2 separate regions of the Zea mays genome follow, and region 2 is linked to region 1. Evidence: chromatin contacts called from public Hi-C data. All regions are on one chromosome and are shown on one strand. Each heading gives the region's core, a stretch centred on a gene start, on an enhancer-like site or on the middle of the called end of the contact. The rest is flanking DNA. Distances are from core to core; before and after follow the strand shown.

Evidence for each region. Hi-C and Micro-C count contacts between places; a contact is called where the count stands out from the background.
Region 2: a Hi-C map of leaf shows a contact between it and region 1, with 2.9 times the contacts expected there. The contact joins the promoter of LOC100501093 here to the promoter of LOC542010 in region 1. A contact is called at or near these places in 10 of 25 Hi-C or Micro-C datasets (ear, leaf, seedling and 2 more).

Annotation. Positions count from the first base shown.
Region 1 is chr4:30,914,014-30,918,699 of Zm-B73-REFERENCE-NAM-5.0, forward strand. It overlaps LOC542010 (outer cell layer5a), which reads right to left and starts at 2,497. Exons shown (of 12, transcript NM_001111657.2): 1 at 2,354-2,497; 2 at 1,906-2,086; 3 at 1,041-1,312; 4 at 775-892; 5 at 14-688. The coding sequence starts at 1,995.
Region 2 is chr4:31,046,201-31,050,886 of Zm-B73-REFERENCE-NAM-5.0, forward strand. It overlaps LOC100501093, which reads left to right and starts at 2,407. Exons shown (of 23, transcript NM_001322411.1): 1 at 2,407-2,797; 2 at 4,584-4,686. The coding sequence starts at 2,594.

The DNA.
Region 1 (4,686 bases), core at 1,247-3,746:
GTCCGTCACTGACCGCGTCCATGAGTATCTCGATGAGGCTGTCGCAGGTCATGATCACGACGGCGCTGTCCCGAGACGCCTCCGGACGGAGCCCGTACTGCCTCGGCCCGAGCCCAGCGGGGAACGTCCGGACGTACTCCTCCTCGTCCAGCTGCTGCTGCTGCGCCCCTGCCGACGCGCCGCCACCCCACAGCAGCGCGTCAGGCCGCGCCATCCGGAGGAGCTCGTCCATGGCCGCGACGGCCAGCTCCACGATCATGGGCTTGTCCGCGTCGAGCTGCCCGGCCGACACGCTCCTCAGCAGATCGCCGGCACCGGCGCCGAACAGCACGTGGTCGGCGCCGAGGCCCGCAGCAGCTGACTGGACGCCGTAGGCGCCGGCGAGGTCGAGTGGGGACCGGGCGGCGGCGGCGGCGGCGGCGAGCGGGCTGGAGAGCACGGGGAAGGACACCATGGGCTTTCCCACGTGCTTGGCGGCGATGCCCGAGATCCGGTCGATCTCGTCACGGAGGCGAGCGTTCTCGAGGCGGAGGTGGTGCTCGTCGAAGGACATCTCGCCGAGGGCAGCCGGGCCGCCGCAGCTGGGGCACGAGGCCGTGCCCAGCGCCTCCTTGTACCGCATGTTCTCGGCTCGCAGCTTGTCGTTCTCCGCGCGCAGCTGCGCGTTCTCGTGCCGCTCGTGCTGGTTCTGCAGTAATCACGTTGGTTTGCATTATCAGCAGCAACGTACGTCACGGAATCAGGAACGGTGTGTGTGCAGTAGAGCTTGCTTGCCTTCATCTGTGTGCGCTTGTTCTGGAACCAAAACTTGACCTGCAGCGGCTCGAGGCCGAGCTCCCGGCTCAGCTCCTTCCGCTGCTTGTCGTCCGGGTGCGGGCACTCCTTGAAGAACCTGACCAATCACAATTCACAGTCGTCCCCAATTAAACAATCAGACACGATTTTTAATGAATGAAATGAAATTATCTATCTATCTCGAAAATGAATCCTTTCAAATGGTGCATGCTTAGAGGAAGGGGAGCTCAAGCTATCGTTCTTACGCCTCCATCTCTTGGATCTGGTGCTGGGTGTGGCGGTGGTATCGCTTCTTCTTGTTCGGCCGCTGATTGGGGTCTTCCTCCAGGCCATCGTCACCAGAGGTTCCGTCGGGATTCTCGCTGCAGGACTTGCTCTCGAACTCATCTACCAGCGTGTCAGAGCGGCCATGGATGAGGTTGTCGCTGCTATCGTCCACTGTGGTGGTGGTCGGGATCTGATCGAAGAGCTGCTGCTGGAACGCTTGCTGCAGCTGATGGCTGTCTAGGAGGTCAGCCTGCGATTCCAGCAGGAGTCAGAATTTAAGAGATGACACTACTGAATATGTCATTTGACCAAGTTAATGGAGCATTAAAGATGCAACAAGTTTTTTTTTTGAAAAAAAACACTTTTGGAGCAGTATTATGATGAATCAACATTTTTAAGCTACTTCCAAAAAACATTGAATGCAGAATCATGATGAATCAATGCACGAAGAGCAGTATGCATGTCGATTAGCTAGGGTGCTTCCATTCAGAATGAGAAGACAGGAATTTTAGCTTTAATTTTACGAGGATATGCCAGTGGAAACCATAAATACACGCACATATGTACAACAACCTATACTTAGCCCACGGAAATTAAATTAATGAACAAGAAAAATGTATGCTCAAGCAGGAGCATTAATTAAGAACACGACATGAAAATATACTAGCAAGGAGAGGGAAAAAAACTCAAACACTGGAAGAATAATCTTCTCTGGCTTTAATTTGTCACTGCTTTATTTTCCCCACCATAAAGTAGAACTAGCACAGTAGCTATAGCTACTAGAGAGAGACGACGGCTGACCCAGCACAGTCCAAAAGATTTCTCACTGGAAATAATCATCACCTGGCTTAAAGACAGCGCCGACGAGGACCCAAACGCGAAGCCATTCCGGCCGATCATCGCCGCCGGCGGCACGCGCCTTGCCGGCGTCATGAACAATGGCAGCACGTACGTACGTTCGGTCCTAGCCTCAGCTCCCAAACCCTAGCTAGCTCTTGCTCTCTACCATCGATCAACTTTTATTCTGCAAAGAAAGAAGAAGGGTACCCAAAGAAGAAAGATGCGTGTCACGCGTATACATATATATATATGTCTGTGAGGCCAAGCAAGTCAACCAAGAGAGAGAGAGAGAAAATGCAAGCGCGTTAGCCTAAAAATGTCCACAGATCACTGCTTACACGCCACGTAATATGACGTAACAGCGCAGGCAGCAGATCTAGGGCACGCACACGCAAGAGCTCCGAGAAGGACGACAAGAAGCCGGCTAGCTAGGCTGACAGGCGATCTGTACCTTCGATCCCTGTCTGTGACGACGCCTTCTTCCAGCGAAGCGTTGGTGATATCGCATGCAGGAAACGATCACGCACGCACGCACGCAGCTGGCTAGGCTAGGCTAGCTAGCAGGAGGCGGGAGAGCAGGCATGGCGAGATCTCGGGGAGGAAGAAGACGGCATGGTTGGAGGGGAAAGCAGGGCGGATGGGAGAATGTGGAGGTGGGGAGGAAGGAGTTATTGCGAGCTAGCTGGGGAGCGGAGAGCTAGCTAGCGGATGGATGCAAACGCATTTATTGGGAGAGGGTGCAGCGTTTATTGCTCAGGCAGCGAGAGGAGAGGGAGTCAGACACTCAGCAGACGAGAGCGAGCTAGGGGAGAGAGAGAGAAAGAGAGTGTACGGTAACATTTGGATCAAGGTAGAAGAAGCAGTAGAAAAGTACGTACTCCCGGTGACAGCTACTACCACTACACTGCTGGTACGCCTTCATGTATCGCCTGCCTTTTGTCTTGAACTTTTGCTGCTGCCAAATTTTACAGTGCGGCGGCTTAGCTGTGCATGCTCTATTTTTTTAAAAAAAAATATATAGAGGCAAGTATTCAAAGTTTCGACGAGCCGCAGACAGCTCATGTTGTTCATGTGAAGGCAGGGCATGCATGGTGCCTGATCAGGACGTCAAATGCTAGTATAATATTATGAACACTTCTTTCCATTTATTTTTTTCCTTAGTATGTAGCGTTTGTCCTTCCTCCTTGCACCTACATTGCATCCATCGGGATGAACTCCATGTAGTTATCATTGATCACTTGCATGAACTATAAATGTTATTGTCATCTCTATTTACTCTTCTCTTTTAATTTAATAGTTGTTTCACGTTTCTATATCTTGTGGTTATGCAATTTTTGCTGATGCCAACTCAAGATTTGCCTTCAGTTTCGTTTTGCCTACTAGCACTTTAGTACCTTAGGCGGTCTCCGGCCGCCTTTTTGTGGCACCCCTATCACACTTTCTATTTCAAATTTTACTTTAGAAATAGTGCAGTTTATAATGCAAACAGTGTTTTACACATCCATATACACGGTCTGCTGAGCATGACTTTAATATGTAAAACCACTTTCCATGCCCCTCTCAGATTTTTCTAGTTATTGGCCCCTCTTGTAAATATGAAGCTTTCATTTGAATCATCTTTTACAGTCTATTACAGATTCATAGACACCATTTCCCCCTAAATCATTACCTCATAGTACTCCTTATATCAGCGAGATCAATTACTACCTTAGGGTTGATTTGGTGACCAGGTAATTTGAGGGGATCCAGGTGACTAGGGAATTGAAGGGGATCTATCCTTCCACGACAGCGACCTATTCTTGGGTCAGCGGGCCCGCGCTTAAGAATTTCCCGTCCCTCTGGCGGTCCTCGTCGTATCGAGCGGTTGGCTTAAAAAGGTCGGTCGCAAAGATCCCCAGTGGGACGGTCGTTTGCCCCGATGCCATTTTCATTAGGGTGTTTGTCATTTCGTTCAAGACCATCGAATTGCTCCTCCATCCACCTTACCTCCTGACAGTACGCCGCCATCTTGCGGTCGCGGCATTACAACTACTTCATCTCATGTCCTATGATGAGATGAGAGTCTCCTCGGATATCTAGACGCCGAACACCCAACTGCACGACAATGTGTAGCCCATTTACGAGGGCTTCATACTCGGCCACATTGTTACAAGCTTGAAAATTGAGTTGCACAACATATCACAGTTGTTCCCCCGATGATGACGTGAAAACGAGGTCACCGTGGGCTCCCTCCTTTCTAAGTGACTCATCAAAATGCATGATCCAACATTTCTCAGTAGTTGGCACCGGCTCCAATTGGGTCTCGGTCCACTCCACGACGAAATCAAGAAGGACTAGTGATTTGATCGTTGCTCATGGGGTGTAGGAGGGTATTTGGCGATTCTCCTAGAAATGTTCGGATTGTGGGTCACCTCACCTAGGGGGAACTACGTCACCATGGTGATAGGATGTGATTTTAAATAGTGTCTAAGCTTCTATTTAGTAATTAAGACGGTGTACAGGAGCTTTTGTACCTGGGGGTAGCGAGTTTTCAAGCCGGTGAGGACTTCGCTTATGAAGTAGACGGGGTGCTAAAGCGGCCACACACCTTCATCTTCCTGTCTTTCAATGACGAGCACCAAGCTCACCACCTGGGTAGTCCCTGCAACGTATAGTAAGAGTGACTCCTTGTCCTTCGGCGGCACCAGGATGGTGGCTCGAATCAGGAGGCTCTTCAAGCCATTGACTGCCTCCTGCGCCTCCATCAACCATTCGAAGCAGTTGATTTTCCTCAACATCTTGTAA
Region 2 (4,686 bases), core at 1,157-3,656, 130 kb after region 1:
GGCACGCGGGGGCGGAGGGCAACGACACCGACAAGGAGGGCCCACAACACAGAGGAGAGGGGAGAGCGGGCATGCGCGGATTAGGCCGGAAGGCCGAGGGGAGGGGTTTCTGGGCTCCTTTCTCTTTTCTTTTTTATTTTTGAATTCAGTTTTTCTTTCTCTTTTATTTGAATCCATACTCAAATGCACTTCACAAATTTAAAGGGATGAACACCAAACATATGCACCAAACAAGAGTAAGATATGAGGTCAGCATGATGCAACACTTCTTTATACTTTTGAGGTTTTACTCATAGGAAAAACATCTACACTTCCAAAATAATAACCCTTTCTAAAGAAAAAGGTACTCAAGAAGGGAGAGAAAAGAGGAGTAACCCCTGAATTTGTGGATACAAGCAAAGAAATTTTATACCCCCAAATTCAAGGTGTTACAAGGATGAATTCCTCTAGGCTCTTAAATCGATAAAGCATTAAACAAGTAATTCGAGTACTTGGTGCACATTTTAAGGGGAGCATGTTCTATGCCTTGTTTCTTTTGGGTCTAACCCTTTATTTTAGTGATTTTATATAGTGGCTTTCATCTCAACACTACGTGGAATAAAATGGCATGAGAGAACACTATGTGGAATATAATGGCTTTCATTTCACCATCTATGTGGAACACTATATGGCTAACATGAGAAAAATAAAATGTCATAATACATGCACCTATTGATCTTGGGGCTTGTTATTAGTTAGGTTATAAAGCCCTCAAAACAAGCTTTCCAAAAGCTCCAATGTCGTTGAAAATGGAGTTTGGAGTAAAAAACTATGACGTTTTACGTGAAGTCGCTTATGTTGTCCTAAGGACCCGCGGAGTCTCCAGACATTTATGAAGACACTCTACACCGATGGGTGGAGGCTCTTCACTTTGCAGGTCATAACAACTAGTTTTTGTAGGGTGGGTATATATATATTCATCCCATGTCTCTTAGCTATGTTGCTGACTCAACCATTTCTAAACTCATTAGTGAGCATTTGAGAGCAAACAATACCTTTGAGCACTTTTCTGGTTTCATCAATTATTCGTTGCGCATTGATTATTATTAGAGGTGATTAGGTGAAGCCTCCTAGACGACTATGCATTGTCTAATGAGCTCTCATGGTTGCGGTGAGCTACAATGAAGTTTGTATATCGTCTGAGAATCTATGTGGAATCCTCTATCTCACTACCTTAGTTATGGGCTAGAGAAGAGGTGCAAGTCGAAAGAGACTCCAAAACTGTTGGCTTCCTCAACACCGTGGGTGTATACTAACCTTGGTGGTGACCTGAACCATGGGATACATTATGAGTTTTGCCTATTTGCTCTTCACTCAATGTACTTGGATGTATGTTTATAAGTGCATATACTTCATTTGTTTGTTACTAGGCATCTCCAAAAGCACATCTACAAGTTTAGTTTGAGTTAGATTTGTACACGTATTTGTTGTTGAGCTTTCTATGTTGCGCGAAGACTACAACATTGTGCAGATTCCATGATGTGAAGGTTCCATGGTCTGTTAATCGGCTGCAAAGTTTTTTGTTACTAATTTTTTAGAAACACATATTCTTTCCGTCTAAGCAACAACAAGATCCTTTTTGGAATGTGCTAGCATCCTTCGTCACGCCTGGCTAGAATCCATTCGTAACATTGCACAATCAAGTTCCTCGCGACCTTTTCACTAACATAATTAACTTTACATAAACGTTTGGTGATAAATATAGGAACTAAGATAAGCATAAAGAAAAGATTTGCTCATTGCTTTGAATGCCCTCTATATCATGTATATATATGACTCAAATTTATGGTCCATCCTTATATGAATATAGATAACTTGTGTTAATTAATTACATGATATATGATTTTAAGGCTTTATTTTGAATTGCTCCGGCTTAGAAAATATGGTTAAGTTGGTGAAAAATGATACTAGAAGCTCTAGAAAATTATGGAGCTAAAGTTGTAAACCTTTAGAAGACATTTAGATAAGAAATTTTATTTTTTATTCAGATTAAAAAAAAAACTATTTAAACTGAAGCTATAATCTGATGCAAATAGGCCATAAGATTATGAGATTCTATGCAACGCATGAGCTTAAATAGAAAACGCTAAAACACAAAGAAAACGGAACATATTGCTCGGGTTTGACGTATCCAGAAGAGGAGAGTATAAAGGATAAAAGGCTGGGCTCATCCGGGCCTCTGGGCTACTGGGGAAACCATCAAGAATCAGACCATAATAACAGCCCAGCATATACTCATTTTGGCCCACGGACCGACCCCGTGCTCGTCTCGTCGAGTCAACGAACTCCACGCGTTACAAAGCAAAACTAGAAAACCCGGCTCCGCAGGGTTCAGACCGTAAAAAAACACGCATCATCCCCTCCTGTCCGAGATATTTGTGCAGCGCCGCAAAAGCGCATATCCCCCCGGCCCTCTCGCTCCGCCGCTCCGTGCGAGCTCCCGCTCCCGACACGCTTCCCGCCCGCCAGATCGGTCCCGCGCGCCTCTTCTGCCTGCATCCGCGCCCGCGACCACCGCTTCTAGGTTTAGGGTTCCGGCAGAGTAGGCGGTGAGATGGGTGTGCCGGCGTTCTACCGGTGGCTGGCGGAGAAGTACCCGATGGTGGTGGTGGACGTGGTGGAGGAGGAGCCCGTCGAGATCGAGGGCGTCCGGGTCCCCGTCGACACCTCCAAGCCCAACCCCAACGGCCTCGAGTTCGACAACCTCTACCTCGACATGAACGGCATCATACACCCCTGCTTCCACCCCGAGGATAGGGTACGTAATCACCGAATAATCAGGCTGCAACTCGACGCCTCTGTGGTAAATCTTATTGGATTTGTGCTTGTCTTGTCGGCTCGTGAGACTGCTTGTTCTCTGGACTCTGGTACGATGCAACTACTGCTTAATAAGATGCTTGCGACATCATTAAGCATTCATTCAAGGCCTCAAGATTCCATTTCAAGAATCTGTTTTGGTTGGGGCTTAGATAGGCGAGCAACCCTAACAGACTAAAATCATATATAGCACCTCACCGGATTTGATGCTACATGATGAAGTTACTCCTCTGTCCTATGTGGGCCAAAATCCCTACGTTTTCATTTCCCTAGTAGCATTGCTTTAAGCACCTGCATTTGACAGGAATCTCTAATAAGACTCTCTCCAACAAGACCCGGTAAATCACCCTGTACGCTAAATGTAGCGGATGAAGACGTTCGGCACGCCTCCAACAACAGCCGCTATAGCATCTGGTAAAATTTAGGGTGTGTTCACTCCCGTGCTTGACTTCATCGTCCCCGTCATCGAGATCCTCTGCCGTCGCTCCTCTCCGCCCAAGTCCCATGAGGTCGCCTCACGGTACATGAGCTCCAAGCATCCTCTGCTCTGGTCAAGGTCGTCGTAGCTCTCAGTGATGATGAGCTCGACTGCCTCGCCGTCATCCCCGTCGCTGCCCCCTCCCGCGGAGCAGAAAAAGTCGTCTCGCCGCCGCAGTCTGAGCAGCGCGTACAGCCGGGCAGCATGGCCGAGAGGGAATACACGAGGGAAGAGGAAGACAGGAGGGGCGACAGGAGGTCGGTCGTCTACCTCGTCGTGCTTATGGTGTTGCTGCATACTGCGCACCGCGTCCATGGCTTGGCATGGAAATCGTGGACGCCTGATTCCTGATCGACGAAATGTCTGACAAGCAATATACACATGAACGATGTTCTGTCCAATACGAATTTATTTTAGAAAACTGAGTCGGTTAGCTTTTTATATTATTTGCTCCAATACAAATGTTTGGTACATTATTTGCTTAAATATGTAATACTCTTATTTTCACCACAAAATCAATATGTACTGTGTAGCGTATTTTAATTTCGCGACATATGAACTGTTTTTTAAGCGGTGAAAAACCAATATGTATTTTGAAATCTCGTAGCACTGTAGATATAGAGGACCGAATTTAGTGACGTTGCTGGAGATGGAGAAGATATAGAGGACAGAATCTTTTAGAGTGTGCTGTAAAGGACAAGGAATATTCCTTTAGGGGATGTAATTTAGGGGACGTTGCTGGAGACAACCTAAAAGGCTCTCTCCAACAGAGCGTGTAAAGGCTCCTCTACCCTAAATATAGAGGATCGAACGGTCCTGTACCCCCTCCAGCCTCCCTCCAGCAACGTCCTAAATTTAGAGGACACTGCTGGATCTTCTATATATAGAGTTTCTCTGAATGGTCCTCTATCTATTTGAATACTTTAAACAACCGGTTTAGCAAAACCAAAATATGTACAATACATTTGAGAGTATGACAATACATATGTAAAAATTTAAAAATAAGAAAATGTCTCTAATATAGGTATTTGCGTATAGAGGACGTGATTTAGAGGACTTTGTTGGAGAGGAAGGAGATATAGAGGATGGGATCTTTTAGAGGAGACCGTAAAGGACAGATATAGATGATAGATTTAGAGGACGTTGAGGCTGTGTCAGCTATTACTCTGTCTGCTGTTCTGTCCGTAGTTCTAGTATTGTTTCTGTTACTTGTATTGACTGTAATTTTGTCTGGTGTTTTGTTCTACAGCCCTCTCCAACAACATTTGCTGAGGTTTTCCAGTGCATGTTCGATTACATCGATAGACTCTTCATCATGGTTCGCCCTAGGAAGCTTATGTACATGGCCATTG